5 separate regions of the Mus musculus genome follow, and regions 1, 2, 3 and 5 are each linked to region 4. Evidence: chromatin contacts called from public HiChIP or PLAC-seq and promoter capture Hi-C data. All regions are on one chromosome and are shown on one strand. Each heading gives the region's core, a stretch centred on a gene start, on an enhancer-like site or on the middle of the called end of the contact. The rest is flanking DNA. Distances are from core to core; before and after follow the strand shown.

What was found. Promoter capture Hi-C pulls out the DNA fragments that hold promoters and counts their contacts. HiChIP or PLAC-seq counts read pairs in DNA pulled down with a chosen protein or histone mark. Capture Hi-C pulls out chosen DNA fragments and counts their contacts.
Region 1: a contact with region 4 is called in an H3K4me3 HiChIP or PLAC-seq map of forebrain, with 4 times the contacts expected there. The contact joins the promoter of 4930417H01Rik here to the promoter of Trim69 in region 4. A contact is called at or near these places in 4 of 39 promoter capture datasets (the 3T3-L1 cell line, cranial neural crest, hippocampal neurons and 1 more) and 5 of 115 datasets of contacts at active chromatin or transcription factors (CD8 T cells, bone marrow-derived macrophages, forebrain and 2 more).
Region 2: a contact with region 4 is called in a promoter capture Hi-C map of pre-B cells, with 2.3 times the contacts expected there. The contact joins the promoter of Map1a here to the promoter of Trim69 in region 4. A contact is called at or near these places in 1 of 39 promoter capture datasets (pre-B cells) and 1 of 115 datasets of contacts at active chromatin or transcription factors (memory CD8 T cells).
Region 3: a contact with region 4 is called in a promoter capture Hi-C map of adipose tissue, with 2.5 times the contacts expected there. The contact joins the promoter of Hypk here to the promoter of Trim69 in region 4. A contact is called at or near these places in 4 of 39 promoter capture datasets (liver, neutrophils and pre-B cells), 1 of 115 datasets of contacts at active chromatin or transcription factors (bone marrow-derived macrophages) and 3 of 9 other capture datasets (adipose tissue, liver and macrophages).
Region 5: a contact with region 4 is called in a promoter capture Hi-C map of liver. The contact joins the promoter of Sqor here to the promoter of Trim69 in region 4. A contact is called at or near these places in 9 of 39 promoter capture datasets (cranial neural crest, embryonic stem cells, hematopoietic stem and progenitor cells and 5 more), 2 of 484 Hi-C or Micro-C datasets (cerebral cortex and liver), 3 of 115 datasets of contacts at active chromatin or transcription factors (astrocytes, bone marrow-derived macrophages and embryonic stem cells) and 2 of 9 other capture datasets (adipose tissue and liver).

The regions. Positions count from the first base shown.
Region 1 is chr2:122,701,378-122,704,077 of GRCm38.p6, forward strand. 4930417H01Rik (a long non-coding RNA gene) reads left to right here and starts at 1,262. Exons shown (of 5, transcript XR_866691.3): 1 at 1,262-1,607. It overlaps Slc30a4 (solute carrier family 30 (zinc transporter), member 4), which reads right to left and starts at 1,286. Exons shown (of 7, transcript NM_011774.3): 1 at 653-1,286. The coding sequence starts at 1,043.
Region 2 is chr2:121,288,337-121,291,036 of GRCm38.p6, forward strand. It overlaps Map1a (microtubule-associated protein 1 A), which reads left to right and starts at 1,266. Exons shown (of 7, transcript NM_032393.2): 1 at 1,266-1,536; 2 at 2,384-2,485. The coding sequence starts at 1,299. It also overlaps a transcript of Trp53bp1 not described here.
Region 3 is chr2:121,455,678-121,458,377 of GRCm38.p6, forward strand. Hypk (huntingtin interacting protein K) reads left to right here and starts at 1,411. Exons shown (of 4, transcript NM_026318.3): 1 at 1,411-1,614; 2 at 1,969-2,024; 3 at 2,315-2,366; 4 at 2,472-2,700. The coding sequence starts at 1,429. The coding sequence ends at 2,567. Serinc4 (serine incorporator 4) reads right to left here and starts at 1,087. Exons shown (of 12, transcript NM_001025371.2): 1 at 778-1,087; 2 at 314-478; 3 at 1-164. The coding sequence starts at 876.
Region 4 is chr2:122,159,273-122,161,972 of GRCm38.p6, forward strand. It overlaps Trim69 (tripartite motif-containing 69), which reads left to right and starts at 1,436. Exons shown (of 7, transcript NM_080510.3): 1 at 1,436-1,624. The coding sequence starts at 1,619. All of the region lies in intron 2 of Patl2 (protein associated with topoisomerase II homolog 2 (yeast)), which reads right to left.
Region 5 is chr2:122,764,039-122,766,738 of GRCm38.p6, forward strand. It overlaps Sqor (sulfide quinone oxidoreductase), which reads left to right and starts at 1,321. Exons shown (of 10, transcript NM_001162503.1): 1 at 1,321-1,401.

The DNA.
Region 1 (2,700 bases), core at 12-2,511, 540 kb after region 4:
GTTAAAAAAGGAGAAAAAAAAAAACCCTAGCTTCTGCAGCTGCCGGGGAGACCTCTAGCAAACTGTAGATACTCCTTTTAATAATGAACTTTTAATTAGTTGGCTGTATAGAGTTTTGTAAAGCCCTTGGCTATAAGCTCAAAAGGAAGCGGCATAAATAAGCATCAAATAACCAAAATGTAGACAGAGAGGAAAGTCTGGTACTGTGGATGGCTCTCTCTTTTCCCAATAAGATTCCTCATAATCTAATCCCTTCAGAACTTCTGTGTGAGAAAACAGAATGGTGTTCAGTAACATCCCTTAGTACTATAAAATTCTGATTCTAATCCATGTCAGAATTATTTTAGACGTTGAAAGATAAACCTGGCATTTTATCAGAATCTGTAAAAGGAGAAGTTACATGATATACAGTCAAGATAACACCCTAAACCCTACAGTAAAAGGCACTGTTTATGGGAGTTACAAGATATACCTGCAAGCTCTCAGTGGGCGCTCACGGGAACCGCACTTTGGAATCCCGTGTCCCTTTCCTATGGACCCACGAAAGTCTAGATACTCAGCAAACTTCCTGAAAACAAAGTTTCCACCTCAACTCCGGCGTAGCTAACAGCTGGACAAAGTCAAAGGCAAGCGAGTCGGCGACACAACTCACCTACAAGCTCTCCGATCATGAAAAGCAAGTAGAGGACGGCAGCGATGGTCAGCCTGGTCTTCACCTTCCTCTGCTTCAGCAACTCGCGTCGCTTGCTGCAGTTGTCACAGGGGTCCATTTTCAAACTCAGCTGACTGTTGGTTAAAGGTAAGTCCTGGTCCAATAAGGAGTCATCGTCGGCCTGGAGGGCCGGGTGCGCCCCGTTCACAGGCCTTTCCGGGGCTTCCGAGTCATCGTCGGCCACCACGACTCGAAGTTTATTAAAGCGCGAAAGCCCCTCGTCGCTCACCTCGTCCGAGAAGTCGAAGGCGCTGGTGTCATTTAAGAACAGCGGCGTGTCGTCTTTCCTCAGCAGGGATTTGAGGCGCTTCCACGCGCCGGGGCCGGCCATGGCAGCGGAGGGGCGGCCGGCGACTCCGCCTTCACCGGCGCTCGGGCTCCTCAGGGCAGCGCGGCGCGTCCCTGCCCATCGTGAGGAGAACGAGACCCCGCTCCTGTCGCCGCGCCCCGGCCGCGCGCCAGCTCCGGACTCGGCGGTGCTCGGCTACCTGCGGGCCGACGCCGCCGCGCATCCCCGCCCGGAGCTCGCGCTACTGCGACCCGGGCCAGGGACCGAGGCCGAGCCCCAGCCACTGCACCCGCCCGCCCCGTGCCGCTGGGAGGCCGGCCGCGGGGTCTGACAGGCCCGGCCTCCTCCGGCCCCTGAACGAGGCGGCGCGTGCGCCCGCGAGGCGCGAGGGGAGGGGTCGGCGCGGGCACGCAGGCCGCCGCTTGGGGGCGCGCCGAGGGGGCGTGGTCGCGCGTCGCCCCCTGCCCCCGCCCTCCCGGCCCCGCCTCTCGGGCTCTGAGGTCTTGTGCGCTCTGAGCCCCCGGGTGTGCCGCGGGAAGGTCCCCCCGGAGCTGGGTGTCACTGCTCTGAATTCCCTCCACTGGAGATGGGTCTCGGGAATCTCAGGTCCGATCTTGGTTATGGATGGTCCGTGGAAAATGTCCTTTAGTGCTTTCTTACCAAGTGGGAATCCTGGTAGCTTTTCTTCTACCCAATCGGCAAAAAATTGCCGATTATCTTGGTCAAAAGGCTAGGACAAGACTAGGATGGTCAGTAGTTCTATGGCTTGCTTTAAAGTTTCCTGTTTCTCAGCAAATATGTGTCTTCCTTCTGTGTTCACTGCTACGCTCCTTGGGCACAATTGTGTGAGCTTACTTTCCCTATGTTTCATCACATTCTCAAATGTCCTCAAGAAGCAAGATTAAAGGCAACACTGTTGGTAGAATTCATTTTAAAGTGTAAATCCTTGGCTTCCACCTTTCTTTCCTTTTGAGATCCTTAGGATCTAATCCAGGGGCTCATGCAAGTTAGACACGGGGCTACACCTGCATCTTGCCTGTGGTGTCCTGCAAGCTCCTACTTCCCCAGGGTTTACAAAGACAATATTTTAAAAAGTTTTTATATCTTACCAAAATTTCAGGTCACAAAAATACAATGAAAAAAATCACACGAGGCAATTTTAACGATTCTGTTGACACCTTAGAATCCGGTGCGAAAAGAAAGCCCTGGCTACTTCTGTATTCCAGAGTGATCCCTCAGTCCTAAGTTTTCCCCCAGAGCTGCAGTCATGAAAGCAAATTAGACCCTCCATGGTCCCGAGATCAGGAAGGGAAGGCTATTGCCTAGAATTTCATCAATCAGGACACGATGGTAATAGCCAAAGGGAGACAGCTTACGAGCCATTACATTCCTCGGCTCCAAATATCTTAGGAGTAGATTGTTCTGTTGTTTTTAATGTCCCATTTAACTGCCTACAATGTTTCAGGAGTGTCATCGGAGTCTCTTAAATGCAGCCTCAAGGTAGGAGGGATGTGAATGTTTCAAGAATAGTTGAAATAAAAGGATGGGTTGTTTGGGGACATTTCCAGCGCGCTGTGCTGAGGAGGACTGCCTTTGTGCGTTCTGTTCTTTCACTCGTGTCTCACTGGATTCTCGAGAAAGTGATGAGACGACAAAGCCATATTTTAAGCTCTGTCCATAAATTCTGTGATGACCCCAC
Region 2 (2,700 bases), core at 16-2,515, 870 kb before region 4:
CACTGGCAGGCTTGAGGTATCAGCTATTACCTCTTTTCTATCCTTTTAAGGAGTAGGATTTCATGTGTGCACATGTGAGTGCAAGAGGACAACCTGGAGTGGTGTCCCTCAGACACCCTTTTCTTCTTTGTACTATAGATACCAGGGTCTCTCAATGGTATAGCTGGCCTGCGAGCTTCCAGAGATTCATCTGTCTCTCCCTCCTAGTTACCATCTCTGCGATTCCAAGTGCTCACCGCTGTGCCTGGCTTTTTTTTACAGTTCTGAGAACCTGAACACTTGCTTGCCAGGGAAGTACTTTACCAACTGAATCATCTCCGTAGCCTTTCTTCTCTTCTACCATCTCCAAAGTGCAAGGTAAATGGAAGAAAAAGCAAGTATAACTGGAGCCTAAACACAGGCCTTCTCTCTGATGCACACAACAGAATGACTCAGGGTAAGATCAGCTGTAGTGGTGGAGAGTCTTTGAAGAATGGGGAGTTGGGGGTTCAGCAAGAGAAGGGGAGAGGAAGGAAAGGAAGGGATGGAGAGAAGGAGAGGGAAAGACAGAGAATATTAATTCAGTTCTGTACAGTAATTACATGGTCTCCTAAATTTATCCACTGTGTCACATCCCTAGTAGCTGGGAAGTCTTTCCTGGGTTTTACTCAAATACTCTTTGCTGCAGTCTGAGCTCATTGCACTCAGCAAATATGGAGACTAGCCAACCACTATCCTTGGAATAACTACTCTCCAGGGACTCAGGGTAGGAAGGTCATCCTGTCCCCTCCAATACTGCGCAGCCTGATTGACCACGCCCGGAGCTCGGGGCAAGGACGGGGAAACCCAGGTTGGTAACCTAGACCCTGGCATGCAGCGAGGCGGGGGGAAAAATAGAGACAACGATAATTGCCAGATGGAGACCACGATAGAAACCCCGAGACAGCGAAGGGCAAGATGGCTCCCCAAGGTTCGAGAGAAGCTGCGGAACTGCCTCCCACACTGTGCTCAACGCAGACACAGCCTAACTAGATGGATGTTGTTCTCGCGCCTTGGACTCCGCCCTCGGCTGGGTCTCGCAGAACCCTTACCCTGGCTCAAGTCGGAGAGGGGCACTTGGTCAGGAAAACTGCAGGTGGATGACTGCAGCCACCACCCATAGCGGCACAACCACCGCATCCCCGCCCCGCCCCTGCGGCGCTTCAGCCCCGCCCCTAGAAGGCAGTGACCAATGAACGGCTCCTGCCGCCGGCCTTTAAGAACCGCGCGCACTCTCCCCGCAGCGGACGCAGCTAGCCTAACACTCCGCGGGAGTTTCCATGGCGACCGAAGCCGGGACCGCGCGGCCTGGCAGCGTTGCCATGGAGACAACTCCGGAGCTGGGGCTCCAGAGCCTCGGTGCACCGCCAGCTCAGAACCCGGCGGAGCCTCTTTGCGAGGCCGGTGCCGCGGTAGCGGCAGCGCGCTGGGACCTGCGGAAATACTCCTTGCTCATCGTGATCGGCGATATCGGTACAGAGAGTCAGCTGAGGGCCGTGCGGGCCCACCTTGAACAAGGTGAGCCGCTCTCCTGGCTTTTACGCAGTACTCCATCCATGCCTCTCCGCCATCTGCATTCATCTCCCAGTGCACATTTCTGTCTCCTCTATCTCTATGTGCACTTCCCGAAACCTGCGACCCTGTCACCTGCATCTTCCATGAATGTGCCTCTGTCCTCTCGAGCTGCCAACACCTTGCTTGCCCATCCTTTCTGCATACCCCATTCTGTTCCGCAGTGTCCCGGAGCAGGAGCAGGAGAAGCTCCGTGGAGACCCTGGGGTCCCTCTGGTCACACCCCTTTCCCGAAGCCACTGGACCATATATCCGAAAGTCCTCATCAGACCCTGAAAAGTCCATGTCCCTACCTTACAATTTCTTCTTTAGGGGAGGTTTTTGAACGCGAGGTACACATCTCAAATCTCTGAATGCTGGCAGCCAAGTTTAGAGAGTGACCTTCGTGGCTCTGCAGCTCACCTCCCTCAGCCGTGCCTGTGGCGCAGTGCTGCGGAGCCACCTGCGGGTGGAAGCAGGGGATGGAGGCAAGGGAGGGGGCATAGGAGAATCTAGAATCTGATTTAGCAAGAGGGATCATTATGGAAACCTACAGTATATGGAAATAGACCCTTGCGTGTCACTTCTACCGTAACTGTTTTGCCTTGAAAAACAAAAACTCCAAGCTCATTTATTAGTAAGCCCATTCTAAACTCTGCTCTTTGCCCTCTGGAAAGGGGAAAAAGCAGGTACTAGCTATCCTTCTTGGAGGCATCACCTCCCATTTCTTTCCTCTCCCAGGAGCTTGGCAATGCTTTCTGTGGGTGACTTTGACTAGAACCCTCTTATTTTTTTTCCCCCTTTTCTTTTACAGGGATTCTCTCCTGGAATATTGACTTATCATCCTTTGACTTGAACCAACAGTTGAGACTCTTCATTACCCGGCACCTAGCTCACTTCTCCTCAGAGGTCAAAGGTTAGGACTAGGGTTATTTGTCTCAGTCCTTTGGGTCCAGTATCCAGGCCAGAACTGGCCTTATGGGAGGATTGGGTAGGTAAAAAGGGAGGGACTTTTGATGGCTCCACAGCTATTTACACATGCTGTGGATAATGCCCAGTACACACTGCAACCACTCAATATGATGGTAGAGCATAATTTTGTCAGGAAAAACGTTGTTGTACACAGCAGCT
Region 3 (2,700 bases), core at 161-2,660, 700 kb before region 4:
GCCCGAGGGTTGGTGGGGGAGTGGAGGCGAACTAGCAGCACAGCCTGCAGCAGGTGGAAGGTGGCAGTTCCTGCACACACTCGATACACAGCGCCAGAGCCACTGAGAACTGGGCAGTCCGAGCTGCCAAACAGGTGGGCACATAGCACTGAGGGCATCTGGATCTGCAGGGAGTTGGTTGTGAGAAAAGTCAGGGCCAGCCACAATCTATGGACAGTCTCAACTTTTTACTGGTAGGTTGACTCCTTTGCTCCCTGTCCCAAATCTTAAAGGTTTTTTTTTTTCCCTCACATTGCAACCCTTGCCGACTTACCCCATGTGCTTTGCCCCAGACCCTTTCTACCACTGTCTTCGAAAGCAGGAGGCAGCAGATTGCTGAGGCTCCCACGTGGAGGAGGATGTAGAGCAGGCGGCTACACCTAGACTCTGTCAGAGAGTGGCAGCCACTGGTCCAAGAAACAGGTCCACAGCAGGATGCCTGGGGATAGAAGCAATGCAGAGTTTTTCAAAGGGTGTGGGGTTAACCAATGGTCAAATTCCCAAACCCTCCATCCTTCTGTCTGGTTATGAGCCTCTTAGGATTACCTTCCACAAAGCACTAGTAAGGTTTTCATTGCAAGAACTTTAAACTTTGGTGTATTCTTGAACCACTTAACTTTTTCCTAATGATCTATGGCTGGGAATGTGGAATGAGATGTTTACCTATTACCCAGGCAAAGAACCAGGTTTCTCATCCCAACTCCTAGCTTTTTAGCTATCTCTTCCCAAATGTCTCACCTGATTGAAGGGGGTTTCCACTACATTACTGACTCCACCGTGCTGCTGTGCAAGACCCTGGGTGGTGCTCCGGCCGGTGACAACTTTTGCACCCATCATTTTTGTTAGATGTAGATCCAGTATTGGAAAAACTGACGAGAAACAGCAGCTTCTCGGGATTTTCGCCCATTGGACAGTCGCTTTGCTGGCCTAATCATTCGTCTTAAGGCAGCATAGACATGTCATAAAATGAATACAGGTTACCAGGAAGTGGTAGATAGATGCAAATAGTCTTGTGAAGATGCCTTCGCCGGGCTTCCTATTCGGGATCATTCGGACTGTTATTCTGAGATTAGGAGCAGTTGGCCTATCAGGTCTAGGGATTAGGTTTTTTAATTGGTTTAGGATTAGCCACCTTGATTGGACAGAATTCCATGTGTGTGTCTCTATGTGTGAAAGGATTGCTCTTAGGAACAATGTGCCTTGGTGGTGTGGGTAGTGAACAGATAGTCGAAGGAGACTGCAGAAAACAAGCTGGAGAGGAAGTCAAAAGCGAACCTCTTTGCTAGCTGAAGCTTCTCAAGACAGGCACAAAGGTGTGGTCCACGCCTACCCCGCCCCTTATCTGGGCGGAAGCTGTGAGGGTTGCCGGAAGTTGTGAAGCGGCAGCCTATGCGGCGGCGCGGTGAGATCGAAATGGCGACCGAGGGAGACGTGGAGTTGGAGTTAGAGACCGAGACCAGCGGCCCGGAGCGGCCTCCCGAGAAGCCAAGGAAACATGACAGTGGTGCTGCTGACCTAGAGCGGGTTACTGACTATGCGGAGGAGAAGGAGATCCAGAGTTCGAATCTTGAAACGGTGAAGTTGGCTGGGAGCTTGTATGAGGGGTTGAGAGAGGGGCGGGAGAGAGGTGAGACTGACCGGTTTGCTGCTCACTGGGGCTCCGGGAAGGCTGATAGCAATGGTGGGATTTGGCAGTAGGGTGGGGCTAAGCGACAGCACCCACCCAGTCTGCTGTTTGCTTAAGAATTCGATAGAGATTGGGCCTAAATAGATCTCATGTGCACGAAATTAGGCGTAGTCCTTTGGTCCTGAGAACACTCGTAGTTGTGAATACCTGAAAACCACGTGGTTTTTATTTTTGGTATTGCGTTTTAGATCAGAAAATTTGCGTGGCACGGTGGTAGATAACTTGACTCGTGTTTTCTACAGGCTATGTCCGTCATTGGAGACAGACGGTCCAGGGAACAAAAGGCCAAACAAGAGCGGTAAGTTTAAAGCACACCACCAGCACTACCGGTAGGTCCTCGTTCTCCAGGGGAAAAAAAAGTTTACGTCTTTAACCAATTTCTACAGATCTAGGGATTACAACTTTGTTAGTGGAAGGAAAGATTCCAGGATACCTTACTGTAAAACCTCCAGGGGAAAGAGTTGGCGCGTTTATTTGCTATTTTCAGTAAACCTTGTTCCACCCATTTTCAGTGAGTAGCTGGGAGTGTTCCTTCTGGGAGTTTATAGCAGAGGCAGAGAATGAAAAGAAATGTATAAATATTTACAGGGAGAAGGAACTGGCGAAGGTCACTATCAAGAAGGAAGATCTGGAGTTGATAGTGAGTATTAATTTTTTAATGGATTCACAAGAGAAGTGCTACCTAATTTGGGCTCCTGAAACAAGTGGAGAAGAGGCTTTGGTGACGTGATTTTCCCTTTTGCAGATGACGGAAATGGAGATCTCTCGAGCAGCAGCAGAAAGGAGCTTGAGGGAACACATGGGCAATGTGGTGGAGGCTCTTATTGCCCTAACCAACTGATAATGTGCTTTTTTAGACATTCTGGACTGACTGACTGACTGAAATAAAGTGTTCTGTTTTGCTGTTTTTTTTTTTTCTTCAGTTTCATCTCAGATCAAATGCATTATATATTCTATTTTATTGTCAGTTTCTA
Region 4 (2,700 bases), core at 186-2,685:
TCTACAAGGCACTCCGCTCAACCTTAGCACCAAACACAGAAACAAAACATGCATGCAGGGCATTTATTCCCAGCACTTGGGAGGCAGAGGTAGGTGAAATCTCTGTGAGTTTGAAGCCAGCTTAGTCTACATAGTGAGTTCTAGGACAGCCAGAATGTAGGCTATGTAGAGAAACTCTGTCTTGAAAACCAAAATCCAAAACAAATACAAAATAACAACAAAACCCACCCAAACCAATCAACCAAACAACAAACACAAACAACGACAATAACCCTGAAATCTAAGAAAACAAGCAGACAGAAGGAGGGTGTGCAGATCATTCACAGGGCCCCTCGAACTCTCTCACTAAGCCAGTGTTTACTACAGAGTGATAGCATGGAAGGCCTGGGGGCTAAGAAGACAGTTCTTTCTCACAAGAAGCTTGCGGTTTCTTGGGAAAGAGATCTGAAGACAAATCGGTTTAATGAAAGGAAGAATGTAGTATACCCAGAGCAGTGATAGAAACATCTGCCAGGTGCTGCTGCTGCACACAGCCTGCTCTGACTTCTCAGCAACTCTCTTGGCAGGAGGGGCAGCCTGTGCAAAGCCAGAGAAGCAAGGCATTTGTGGGCAGTCTCTAACTCTGGCATGCTGTTGTCCATGCTAAGGCTGGATAGCAGGCAGACACTAACCACTCAAGGCAATATACTGAGTTAGAATTACTGTAAGCAAAACATCAAACCCGCGGGCTCCCAGACTTGAGCATGGTCTAGGGACGAGCGTCTAAGCTAAAAGTGCTTACTTAGACTTTTAGAGAAAGCTGTGTGAACAGCATCTTTCCCTGCTGCCTTAGGGTCCAGCTCCAGACCCTGCTACTTGATCAGGTCTGCTTCAGGAGATGCCAAGAAGACAGGGAGAGCCAAACAGCTACCCCTGAAAGGCTCTGTGTCTGGAGGTGACGGGTCCAGCTAGGATAAAGAGAAGCCGCTCCAGTCAGGGGTACAGCTGATGCTGCTGTTTGTTCTCTCTTCCCTCGAGCAGCCTCATTCCCAAGTGAGATCTGAAAACCTTAAAATTACATTACCAGGGCTGGAGAGATGGCTCAGCCATTAAGAGTATTTATGGTGCTTACAGAGGACCAGAGTTTGGCTCCCAGTACTCACATCAGGTAGTTCACAACTACTTGTAACTCCAGCTCCAGGGAATTTGATCCACCTCTCTGGCCTCTGTGGGCACCTCCATACATGACACACACTCGAGCACAAACATACTCACACATAACTCAAGATTAAACATTTAAAAATTAGATTACCACCTGAAGTTTAAAAGAATCCCATCCCAAATAAAATAATAAAAGGGGTTGGCAGGTCATTCCAATCCAATCAGAGTTTGTCTATCTCAGACGCGAATATCATCAAAGCAACTGACAAACTGTCACGGAACCTGCTGGATCTCTAGCTTTGGCCTTGTCTGTCTTCTTCAGCTCCTGAACTCTCTTCTCCCTCCTCCTCTCATGGGCTCTGAGTCCATTCCTAGCATACTAACAGGCCCAGAACTCTTGGTCTGCAGCCATCCTGGGCTCACTGAGCAAAGCCAAGTTGCCTGACTCTGCCCCCTGGTGGCCTAATGACCAAGTTTCATGGAGGTAAGTTATTCTCTAACCACTCAGCGGGTTTTCTACACACAGGGTAGGAAACAGGGTATTGATTGTGGATCAAGAAGGGAAATCAAAGAAATATTTAACATGTAGCCTTTACCTTCTAAACTCTAGGCCTTTGGATAAACAGAAATTAGAGATGTGGGTAAGAAAGTAAGGAGGTCCACCATAACTTTTTGATAATTAAGACAAACATTATACAAAAGTTAACCTCTTTATCAATATAACTACTATCTTTAGATGAAGAATTATTAGTTATAACATTTTTTCATACTATAGGTCTTGGTATGTTATATTTACAACAGAGGTGCAGTTAAACATTTTTAGAAATCACATTTGTGTATTTTGTGTAGATATGTGGGCGTGCATACCAGAGCACATGTGTGGAAGTCAGAGGAAAATCTGCAGGATTAGGTTCACTCTTTCCACCATGTGGATCTCAGGGACTGAGTTTGGGTCGTCGGGCTTGGGAGCAAGCATCTTTTCCTGCTGAGCCATCTCACCAGCCCAGTTAAACGTCTTAAATTAACACCTTAAAACTAAAGTAAAGGAAGTTAGTATTCTAAACTTTAGTGTTGACAGACAAAAGAAAACATCGATTTACTTTAAGGAAGCCGGGTTTCCACGGAAACCCATCAAGGAATCTCAGTACATGGATCCGGATGCCGAGTGGGTCAGAACCCAGAGGTACAGATTTAGGATTTACTTCTGTGAGGCTGAACACGAAGTCAGGAAATTACTCACTTGTTAAAAGAGAGCAGAGCTAGAAGAAAGCCAGAGAAGATACTAAGAATAGAAAGGGGGATGGAAATTACTCATGGGGAAAGAACCAGGGTAGTAGTGCACTCGGGGCCAAAGGAGAGGGTTTCAGGTTTCAAGAGGGTGGAGACCAAGAGTATTCTTAAAGAGCAGAGATTCAGACAAGCTACTTCCAACACATTCCTTAAGCCCCTACCACAGCCAAGTAATGTGCTGGCCATAAGAGCTCAGGAAGAGACAGAGGACAGTGGCATAGTTAATGTAATGCAACAGCTTTCCTCGTTGGTTTTTTCTGTAATTGTTTG
Region 5 (2,700 bases), core at 71-2,570, 600 kb after region 4:
AAAGAAAAAGGGGAATGCCAATGGAGTAACTTCTCAGTCTTAATGTCTGATGGGCAAGACACTGATGGAAAGAAGGGACTTCAGTGGGGTAATAGAACGATACATAGATGCCCCAGCGTGTGGGAACTATTCAGGACACGGCTTCCAACTCGATTCTCCAGCCATAGACCTCCAAACACCCTGCAAACAGACTGCCCTTGATTCATTCACAGGAACCAGGACTTCTTAATGAGGATGGAGAGGAAGGAGAGATGAAGAATAGTACGAATTGCTTTGGAAATATGTGTGTAGAGTTTTGCTTTTGTCAAAACTTTGGGCTACAATTGTTGGCACTTAGAGGGTGGAAATCAGGGTTATGTTCAGTACTATACAACAATTAACTGTCCTGAGGCCTGAACATTTTTTTCTGGTGCCCCGCCCCTTGCCTCAACTCTCAAGTATGTGAAACATTTTATTGATAAAATAAATTCAGTTTTAGTTTAGAGTATGGCAGACATTAAGGATTATTTTTACATAGTCTTAATACGCTGTTTCCAGCAATAGCTTTATCAGTAAATACAGATCACATTTGGTTTTGTTTCCAAGTTCTTTACCAGACTTACCTGTTGCTGCACAAAGTCACGGAAAATTACTAGGGAGGCAGTGTTGCAGGTGCAGGTGCCAGCAAGTGCCACCAGGCTTACCATCAAACCCGTAGTCCCTGTTTGCGACCAAGCAATTTTTCTATAGATCCTTCAGAGTGAAGACAGTTTGAAAGAAGTGACTCAAAAACTATTAAAATGCATATAATCAAACAAGTGCGAAAGAAACTTAGTTATGCTTAAAAAAAAAGTTGGTGGCATTTGCGTGTTCTTTGAGGTTTTTTTTTTTTTTTTTTTTTTTTAAGTTGAGGCCTTAGCAACTTTTAGGAACTGTATTTGTTTTAACACATGAAGCCGCGGTCTCTGGCTTGTGCCTTCAAACAGTCAGTCCTTAGAAGGGGCAGAACAGTGACTTGTCAGGCACCAAAAGAACAACTCCTAGGAGCCAGCAGGTTCCAGGGGAAGGTGCCGCGCGGTTCTGAGTAGAGGTGGCCTTGTCTGCACCCCAGGCGTAAGAAAAGCGTCTAGGCTGCGTGGGGACAGTCGCAGGACATGGGGAGCAAGGATCACCCATACCACCCATGCCTCCGGTGTCCGTGCCTGCTCCAAGGTGCGCATTCCCCTCCGGGTTTGTTGTTGGGTAGCGCCCTGGCGGCCTTTCCTCCTCCGGAGGTTGGGGGTGTGGGGGTGGTGGCTGTCCCCGCCCCTGGCCTTTGCCTCCCCGCCCCGGCGGCCAGGCGGGGCTATGCGAGGCCAGCGCTCCAGCGCCACAGTAGTTTCTGCTGCGCCAGCGCTGGGGCCCACGGTGTCGCTCAGCCCGGTAAGACGCACCCCACGACGCTGTTACCCTCCTATAGCCGCTCGCTGTCGCCCACCTCGGTTCTGTCTCCGCGCTCCCGGCCGCCCTTCTTCTTTTCCAACCCCTGACAGACTCCCCTTTGGTCTGGGACTCGGTGGACTTCAATGCTTTCTCCTTAGTGGCCCAGCCTCAGCGATGCAGAGAGGATGGCCCTGGCACCCTCTCCACCCACACAGCTTGGACGTGTGGTCTCGGTGCGTGGGAATTTCAGAAACGTTAGTTCCACTTGTTGTCTGTCACTCAGCACCTTGCCCTGCCTGCCGGGTGGGTTGAGACTGGCATTGATCTGGGGAGGTACCCAGGGCGCTGGGGGTGGGAGGTGGTCAGCGGAGAAGCACAGGCCAGGCTGATTGGCAATTAGTACAAGGGAGAAAAGGCTCTTTGGTGAAACTTTTCACCTTACTTTTACTTACTTCTCCGAGAGCCACCCCAGCTTCTAGGGCTCACAGACTGAAGCTGAGTCAGAGAGTTTGCACAGGCTGTAAACCTCTCCTCTGTAAACACAGCTTTCTGATCCTTTTTTTTTTTTTTTAAAACCTGCAGCTACCTCTGACAGTTCTGAGTTTGGGGGAAAACTAAGGACTCTTTCTTAGAAGATTTCCCTTTTTGCTTTAAACTTTATTATTTTATTTCATGTGTATAGTTAGTTCGTTTGCATGTATGCCTAATGCCCTGGAACTGGGGTTATAAGCTTTCATCTGGGTGCTGGGAACTGAACTCAATTCCTCTGGAAGTAAGCCCTCCGTAAGAGCTCTTAACCACTGAGCCATCTATCTCTCAAGAGACTTTTAAAAACATAAAATTTAAGGCAGGCTATGATGAAAGAAAACAGCCACTAAAGTATTTAAAAGAATGCCATATAAATTTAAAAAGCAAATAACTATTATAATTTTGAATAGCTCAGAATATAGAATTCAAGATATAGGCACTACCTGTAAACACATTTCTAAAACATCATAAATACTGCTAATATTGCTGTGGCCAGCTGCCTACACAGTCCTTGAAGAGAATGTTAAATTTCAAGTAGACATCAGTGGAAGGTGAAGATTTTTTTTTTCTTTCATTCAGATGAATGGACCTCAATTTAGATAGATACCCTGTTAGCAGAAAGGGTGTTGATTACTTGTTAGGCAACTTAGCTTCTTGGGTTTAACACTTTCTTGAACTACCACTATGTCCTCTATCCCCAGCTTCTTTGGGCATCTGCTTTTCCTAAGGAAGAGAATGAGAAAAGCCCGGCACTCCTCCCCCAAGCCTAAT